Regions from separate parts of the Zea mays genome. Here region 1 is linked to region 2. The links are chromatin contacts, called in public Hi-C maps. All regions are on one chromosome and are shown on one strand. The core of a region is the stretch at or near the end of the contact, and the rest is flanking DNA. Distances in the headings are between cores, read along the strand shown.

Region 1 (4,110 bases), core at 774-3,273, 240 kb after region 2:
GCCGAATCCCAAGATTAGATTAGCTTAAGGGGCCGTTCGGTTTTCCCAGAACGGTGGACATAACCGTTCCTAGCTTGGATTATTTCTTTAGTTTGTATAAATTTTGATCACCTAGAACGATTCATGGTGTATTTTTGGAGAAACGAATAAGGCCTAACTCAACTGATATTAGACGTTGAGGCTGTCACTTTGTCTTCCTAGCTAGCTATATTAGGAAATCGTACAGACACTATAATTCGGAAAGGCAGAAACGGTTCAGGCAAAATTGCCGTTACGTAAAAGCGACTGATGGACGATGGTGCTAATTCGTCTCAGATCGAAGCAAACGTTTAAGCAAATCAAATTAAAACCTACTGGCTACTACTACTCCTACTCGTATATGCAACATGATGGGCGGCCACGGTTGCAGGCTTTGCAGCCACACTGACGCGCCATAATTAGCAGAAGCAGTTCGCTGAGCAGATCACCGACCACCGATACAGCGATTGAATTCCAGGTCCGGCAAGGATAGCATGGTTTCGTTTCCCTTCACGGTCACGTAATCATCATCACCGCCCCTGACGCTTGGCCTGCTTAGGCAGCTAAGCCAACAGCGAAACGCAGCCCTGTCCCTAACGACGTACACATGCCCGGCCATGGGCACGATGTGCGGTTGCGCCTTTTTTTCCACATGCGGTGCAAAAGCAGTCCAGATTAAAGCAGGTAAACCTTTTCTTCCCCGTCCCCGGCCGCCTCGCGCCGCTTTGGTCCTAACTTGCCAGTGTAGTGTACCTGGACCCCTACCAACTTTAACTGTCGTCAGTTGGGTTTCAGTTGCAAACGCGGTGAGCCGGTGATGCACTAGAGTCACATCGCGCGCGCTCTCTCTCTCTCGCCGGAACCCAAGGCTCTGCTCGTGCCTTCGGTTGCATAATGCTGTACGTGGTCAGACGGTTTCGGCCCAGCTCCGTCTTCTCTGATCGCACCGCTAAACTCCCCCCGCGTTTTTTTTTATTCCGCGTGAATCAAGCCAGAGAGATGAATGGGCTAGACAGCTTGCGTTGCGTGCGTAGGTAAAGGTACGTACGTACCAGCTGGACGTAGTCTCGGGCGGCGAGGGCGAGGACGTCGGCGCAGGAGACGATCCCGGGGCACTTGCTCTCCACGGCAGCCTTGGCGAGCTCCACCGTGTCGAACGCCTCCTGCGGCAGGTTCCTGTTCTCCTCCATGTCGCGCTCCACCCTGGGTGGCGGCGGGCGCGCGGGCGCGGCCGCGTCGGCCGTCGGCGCGATCAAAATGGACGCGTCACACCCCTGCGTGCGTGTGCATTTCACATCAAAATCAGCACGAGGACACCAACGACCGCAACGCAATGCACTAATTCACAAACAGTTGCTCAGCTCTTGCTTGTAACTAGCTAGCTCCGGGCGGTTACGTACTTCCACGAAGCAGTCGTGGTGGAAGAGGCGGAGCACGGCGGGTCCGGCGGCGGGGAAGTCCCTGTACTGGGCGGCGGTGACGTTGGCGACGATCTGGTCGACAGCGGGGCACGTCCTGGCGTAGAAGTCCAGCGCCAGGCCGTGCCGCTCCGGCGACCGCCTGCTGCCGAGGGCCGTGGCCGCCGCCGCGGGCAGCGGCTGCGCCTCCCTGCCACGCGATGTGCCGACGAGGGACGACGACGCGACGAGCAGCAGCAGCAGCAGCGCGCGGCGGTGGACGAGGAAGCGGATGCCTCTGCTAGAGGAATCCATTTCCGACGTGCAACGCAGAGGAAGCTAGCGCTGGTGGCTGGAACTGGAAGCACACCACCAAGGCGAGCGACAAGCTTGCCTTATCCCGCAGCCGGTAGCGCGAGAGCTGACGGACAGCGGCCAGCGGGCGGAAGCGGGGCGATAGCGGGACAAGCCAGGGAAAGGAGGGCCTTGTTTGTAGGTGTGCGGCCAAACAGTGGAAGGCGAGCGCATGTGGGTGCGGCGGTGGCGAGGTTGGCGGCTTCCGCCTGATACTGCGCTCCCGTGAAGCAGAGAAACCGGCCGGCCGCGATACAAATACCACGCATTCGTCGTCCTCCCATGGTCTCTTCAGGTGTACGTGTCTGGAGTCTGGACCGAATTTTTACTGCGCTCTCGCAGGTGATGGGCACGTGGTTGTTGACATGAGCTATACAGTATAGACTATGAAGTAAAGGATATAAAAAAATTAAAAATCGTTTAGATCGTGTTCGTTTGTATCTGATTAAACCGTTCCACTTGATCAACATATAAATTACCGAACCAATTCGACTAGCAACCGTTCCAGCAATCCAATCCATAGAAAAAAAACGAACGGGGCCTTAGCTTAAAATTGTGTTTTTTTGAAAGAAAAAAAAACTATTTTAATTTCTCACAGTAACAAATAGACCCTTCTATCAACCTCGTTTCTTCGTCTTCCTCCGTATATGTGAGCGGTCAGGTTAAGGAGATGTTTGAATGCACTAAAACTAATAGTTAATTAATTAAAAATTGTTAGTGTAATTAGCTAGCTAACAAATAACTACCAAATCTCTACTACTTATTAAGACTGCAATAGTAGTCGGTCATTCCGCGTTCTGCCCATTCCGTGTTCTGCCTTTCCGATTCCCTCCTCCCCGCGCATAGTCCATTCCTATGTTGTGTGTCTTTCCTCCCCGCGCACAGTCCATTCCTATGTTGTGTGCCTTTCTGATTCCCTCCTCCCCGCGCACAGTCCATTCCTATGTTGTGTGTCTTTCCGATTCTCTCCTCCCCGCGCACAGTCCATTCCTATGTTGTGTGCCTTTCCGATTCCCTCCTCCCCGCGCACAGTCCATTACTATGTTGTGTGCCTTACTTTTCTTCAGCGATGAGATAGTTTATTAAACAATCCCGCATGGATTCATATATATCCCGGATATATCTGTCATCCGTATTTGGGGTTTTTAAAAGATTTGTATGTATCCCACAATCAATATCCAACAAAAAGTAACTCATTATCTGATAAGCACTTGCTGAGGCATCTTGGGATACTGGTGTGTATCGCAGCACAGACAAGTCTCCTGTATCCGCGTACGTCTTCAAACTTATACATGATGATATATACCGAAATGGGTGCCTGCAGCACAGTGTTTCCATAAAGATATCTTTTTCAAAGAATGTAGGTTTGTGTGTCTTTCCGATTCTCTCCTCCCCGCGCACAGTCCATTCCTATGTTGTGTAAAGCCCATTCTCATTCCACCATACAGCCGACGTCTAGCTAAAATTAAAAAATACACATGGCCCCAAGGGAATTTGAACCCACGACCTCTCAAACAAATAATAGCAGTAGCTACCACTACACCACATATGTGTTTATGTCTACATCTATAACAGAAAATACATCTACTATATCTCTCCCCAAGTCCACCTGCTACCCTTGCACAATGTGTGTAGTAGATAAGTATCACCGAGATTCTTCAATTATATTTTTGGATGGAGGGAGTAGTATTTAAAGAAGAGTCTTGCATGCAATTTCTTTTGTTTGAATAATGTTTTCAACTTAAATTTCTTTTTTGCATGCGTGATATTTATTCTTCGTAATATTTTTTCCATAGATCTGACTTGTGAGTCATTTTTATAAACCAATGCCAAACATGAATCCATGTTTCTTACTTGAAAACCCCGAACAAACACCATTAGCAGGAGGCACTCGTGTTGGGGTCGCTCATCGACGACAAGAAAAACTTGGCGACTGTCAGTTCGACCTCTAGAAACAGTCCTACGTGGCCGCATGTGCCGCTATGTACGACAAGCTCCGGCGCAGCCGCCGCTTGGACGCGGTGCAGAGCGGCTGCTTCGCGCTGTCCATCGTCAAGCAGGGGGACCTCATGGTCGTCGCCAACGTCGGCGACTCTCGGGTTGTTCTGGGCACCGTATTCAATGACGACGCCATCACGTCGTCCAGCTCATCGTCCACCTGAAGCCCAACCTGCCACGTAAGTCGCTACTGACTGGACATGAATTCTTGTGTGCTGAGACGATAGTCGTTGCTTACGTTGTATGAGTGTCCTCGAACACGATGTATGTAGAGGAGTAGCACATCCGGTGGTGCAACGGCCAGGGGTACTACCTTGCTGATGAGCCCGGGGAGCACTCGTTT
Region 2 (3,988 bases), core at 1,254-3,753:
CCAGCGACCGCCACGGCAACCCCTGCCCCCATGGAAGGCGTCCAGCGCCCGCCGCGCCTCCTCCCTACCTCTACTCGGCTGGCACGAACGACCTGGTGCCCGTGGTTGGATCTCCTCGTGATTTTCCATTGAACACACAATATTGTATTCTTACAAGTTGTGGCACTTATAGCTACAAACCTAATATAGTCTGAAAGCATTTTGAAATATGAATCGAATTGTACGATTGTACACTAAGCATATTAATAATGGTATTAGTTGTCGTTTGAAGTTCATTTCTTTGACTTCTCCAAAACAAATATGCCTTGTGTTTTTCTAAGAGAAGGGGTATGTTTAAGAATCATTCAATTACCAAATGGTAGGTTTTCGGGCAACGATCAACACGACACCCAATAGTTGCTCCAGGTCTGCCACATCGACTGCACTTCAGAAGTCTTCCACGGCAAAGCGCAGCTCTTACATTTCTTAGACAGCCCAAACCAGCAAAGTAAACCTGAAATTTGGAGAGAAGAAAGGATTCTCAAACAACAGTACTCTGCATCAGTATCACTAGCATGCAGTACAGTAAAGGATTAAAATTATCCCTTTGCAAGTTGCAACACATTCTGTTCGAATTCAGCAGCAGCAATACAGAGCAAGCAATGGTGATCCATAAGATCATAACAAAATAGTGCAGCTTACTTTTTGAGAATTCAAATAATGACAACTAAGAGAGACCATAAGAGCATTGCTGCCTGTGTACAACAGTGCCAACTTACAACGATAAGATGAATTGAAGCAACTTGCAGAAATATCCAAACGAAACAAAGAGTTTTGAGTGTACACTGCAGGTACAGACCTCGGGGCTCCAAACAGCACAGTTCTGATGAACCCAGACACGTGCAATGCCAAAGCGGTCATGAATTGGACCCAACAGCCTTCCCAACCATCCAGGATCATCACCAAATCCATCCCACATATCATAGTTGGGTTCCTCTGAAGGTAAAGCCCCCTCATAGGCTTCATTTTCACTGTCAACAGAATCATGCAATGCAATCTTAGGTGGTCTCCCATCGGTCCCTCCACCACAGAGCGCACACCTCCTCCCTTCTTTAACCACCTTAACTCCCTGGTTTTCATCTAAAACCCAGGAATTTTGCATGCTCTCTTTTGAACCATCCTTAGCCAATACCGCATCTGGGAAATGAACCGACTGTCCATCCTGTTGGACCTCTTCCTCTTGCTCACTAGGACTAGATAGGTGCGGTTCCGTTTGCTGCTCAACTGGAAGGTTGCTCTCTTCTGCGGTCTGTTCCATGTCAAGCTGCTCAATTCTGTCTGAATTGCTGGCCCTAACCCCCTCATTGCTCTCACCACAAGGTAGTTCATCACTACTGTTTCCTCTCGATACATGTGATTCCAACCCTCCTATTTCCTCCTGCTGCAAACCTTCCTCCACCACCATTTCCTCTCCCGTGCCTTCCTCTAGATCATTTCTAGTGCCTACTGTGGGCCCCTCATCATCTTGTTCTTGCTCCGCCGCCACATCTTCCTTCCCAACATTCCCTCCTTTTCCTCCCTCTTCCTTTTCTATTGCATCGACACCATCCCGGGCATCATGTGCATCTAAGTTCAAATCGATTGTTAAATTGATCTCTCTATCTGTTAGTTCCTTCCCTTGCAACTGCAAACATCCACTTTCCTTGTTCACTTCGTCGTCCTCAGACCTCTCACGAACGTCCACCACCACCATCCCGGCATCTTCCTCCTCATCCTCATCCTCCTCCTCCTCCTCCTCCTCCTCCTCCCCTTGCCCATCTCCCTCCGCCACGTAATCTTCATCTTCGAACCACATGCTCCTTGCCCGCACCCCCAGTTTGGCCTTCCCCTTAACCCTATCCCTCAGCCGCGAACGCCACACCACGCTCCCCTCATCGTACTCCCCTTCCTCCACCCCTCGGGCATCCACTTCGTGCGGTGCCCTGCCCCGGCTTCCCCTCCGCGAGCTCCCGCTCGAACCCACCCGGACGCCGCGGCGAGACCTCTTGCCGCGTGGGGAAGGGAGCGGCGATGTGTCGAGGACGACCGGCGCCCGGCGGACCCTCTTGCTGCGGCGGATGGACTCCTCTTCGGAGTCGGAGCCGCCGCCGCCGGCCAGGGGTGCCGGCGGAGGTGGCGGCGGCGGGACGTCGCGGATCGCGTCGAGGCGTTTCTGCTTCTTCCGGCCGCGGGAGGCGGCGCCGCCGCGCCGCCGCTTGGGCTTGGACGGAGGCATCACGCGGCTCGCGCCGAGACGACGACGACGAGTCGCCGGGGGTTTAGGGTCTGCCTCAGCCTTCGGGCTACACTCAAGTTTGACGTTTGAAAGGGTGTTGCCGGAGGGGACGGCTTGGGTTCGAGTGGGGTCATGGGGTGGTACCGTGGTAGGTTGGTAGCAGAGCTGCCAGTGCACAGGAGGCAGGAGGAGAGCAACCGAGCAAGTGAGTGAAACTGAAAATTGAGCAACTGAAAATTGAGCGCGCATCGACTATAGGGATTTTTCTATCATAATATATTACCTAGATATATGTATGTACATCACTACCGAATCAATATTTTAAATTTAATTAATACTAAAGTAAATTCAAAAGACTAGATATATGGTTCTATAAAACTAAATTTAGCTAATATTAAAAGAAAAGCGTCTTAATAAACTCGTTAAATGGCTCTTCATATTTCATATTTAATGGTTCTCTATTACTTTACCTTCCCTCTCTATTTTTGTATACTCTCCTTCACTCTCCATTCAGTCTATAGGTTTACCGAGTCTGTTGGATTAGCCTACACTTTTTCTATAAAATATATTTTGAAGAGTAGATAAATCAGTAAATTTAGCTAGTCTTTTTAACTAATCTCTTAGAATTACTCTCAATAGTTGTTATTCCATACCTCTCGAGGCCATCATTATTAGCATCTGTCGGCGTTTCGAGACAGGGGGGTCCCTAAGCCGACGAGTGAGTGTGCTGCGTGCCCCAGACCAGATGGGTCGAGCGCGTGGGTGAGCGCGAAGGGGGGAGAGGCGAGGTGGCCGGAGTCGAGCGTGAGAGAGGTGGAAGTCCCGCGGCCTTCGTGTTCGTCCCGCGCCCAGGTCAGGTGCGCTTGCAGTAGGGGGTTACAAGCGTCCACGCGGGTGAGGGAAGCGAGCGGCCCCAAGAGAGCGCCTGTCCCGTCCTCGGTCCCGCGCGGCCAACCTTCTCTAAGAAGGCCCTGGTCCTCCCTTTTATAGCCGTAAGGAGAGGATCCAGGTGTACAATGGGGGGTGTAGCAGAGTGCTACGTGTCTAGCGGAGGGAGAGCTAGCGCCCTAGGTACATGCCAATGTGGCAGCCGGAGAGATATGGGCACCCTGCTGGCGTGATGTCGTGGCTGTCGGAGGTGCGGCGGAGCCTGGCGGAGGGACAGCTGTTGGAGCGGTCGAGTCCCTGCTGACGTCGTCCTGCTTCCGTAAGAGAGCTGGGGGCCGCCGTCGTCATGGAGCTTTGTGGAGCGCCATCATTGCCCCTCCGGCGGAGCTGGCCGGATGGGACGCCGGTCTTGTTCTTCGTGACCCGAGTCGATTCGGGGTAGGATGATGATGGCGCTTCCTGTTGACGTGGCGGTCTGTGCCCTAGGCAGGGCGACGTGAGGGTTCCTCCGAAGCCGAGGTTGAGTCTGTCTTCCGTTGCCGTGGCCGAGCCCGAGCCATGGGGTCGGGCGAGGCGGAAGTCGTTCGGCCGAGGCCAGGGCGGAGTCCGAGCCCTGGGGTCGGGCGAAGCGGAGTTTTCGTCGTTTTCCGGGTGTTAGCCTGAGTCCGAGCCCTGGGGTCGGGCGAGGCGGAGTTCGCCGTCTTCCGGGTCTTAGCCCGAGTCCGAGCCCTGGGTCGGGCGGGGCGGAGTTCGCCGTCTTCCGGGTCTTTGCCCGAGTCCGAGCCCTGGGGTCGGGCGGAGCGGAGTTCGCCGTCTTCCGGGTCTTAGCCCGAGTCCGAGCCCTGG

The links. Hi-C and Micro-C count contacts between places; a contact is called where the count stands out from the background.
Region 1: a contact with region 2 is called in a Hi-C map of ear, with 1.6 times the contacts expected there. The contact joins the promoter of LOC103651385 here to the promoter of LOC103652548 in region 2. A contact is called at or near these places in 2 of 25 Hi-C or Micro-C datasets (ear and leaf mesophyll).

The regions. Positions count from the first base shown.
Region 1 is chr3:216,265,091-216,269,200 of Zm-B73-REFERENCE-NAM-5.0, forward strand. It overlaps LOC103651385 (peroxidase 19), which reads right to left and starts at 2,024. Exons shown (of 3, transcript XM_008677022.4): 1 at 1,419-2,024; 2 at 1,071-1,292. The coding sequence starts at 1,730. It also overlaps the pseudogene LOC109945212.
Region 2 is chr3:216,027,231-216,031,218 of Zm-B73-REFERENCE-NAM-5.0, forward strand. It overlaps LOC103652548, which reads right to left and starts at 2,504. Exons shown (of 6, transcript XM_020550519.2): 1 at 839-2,504; 2 at 353-493. The coding sequence starts at 2,503.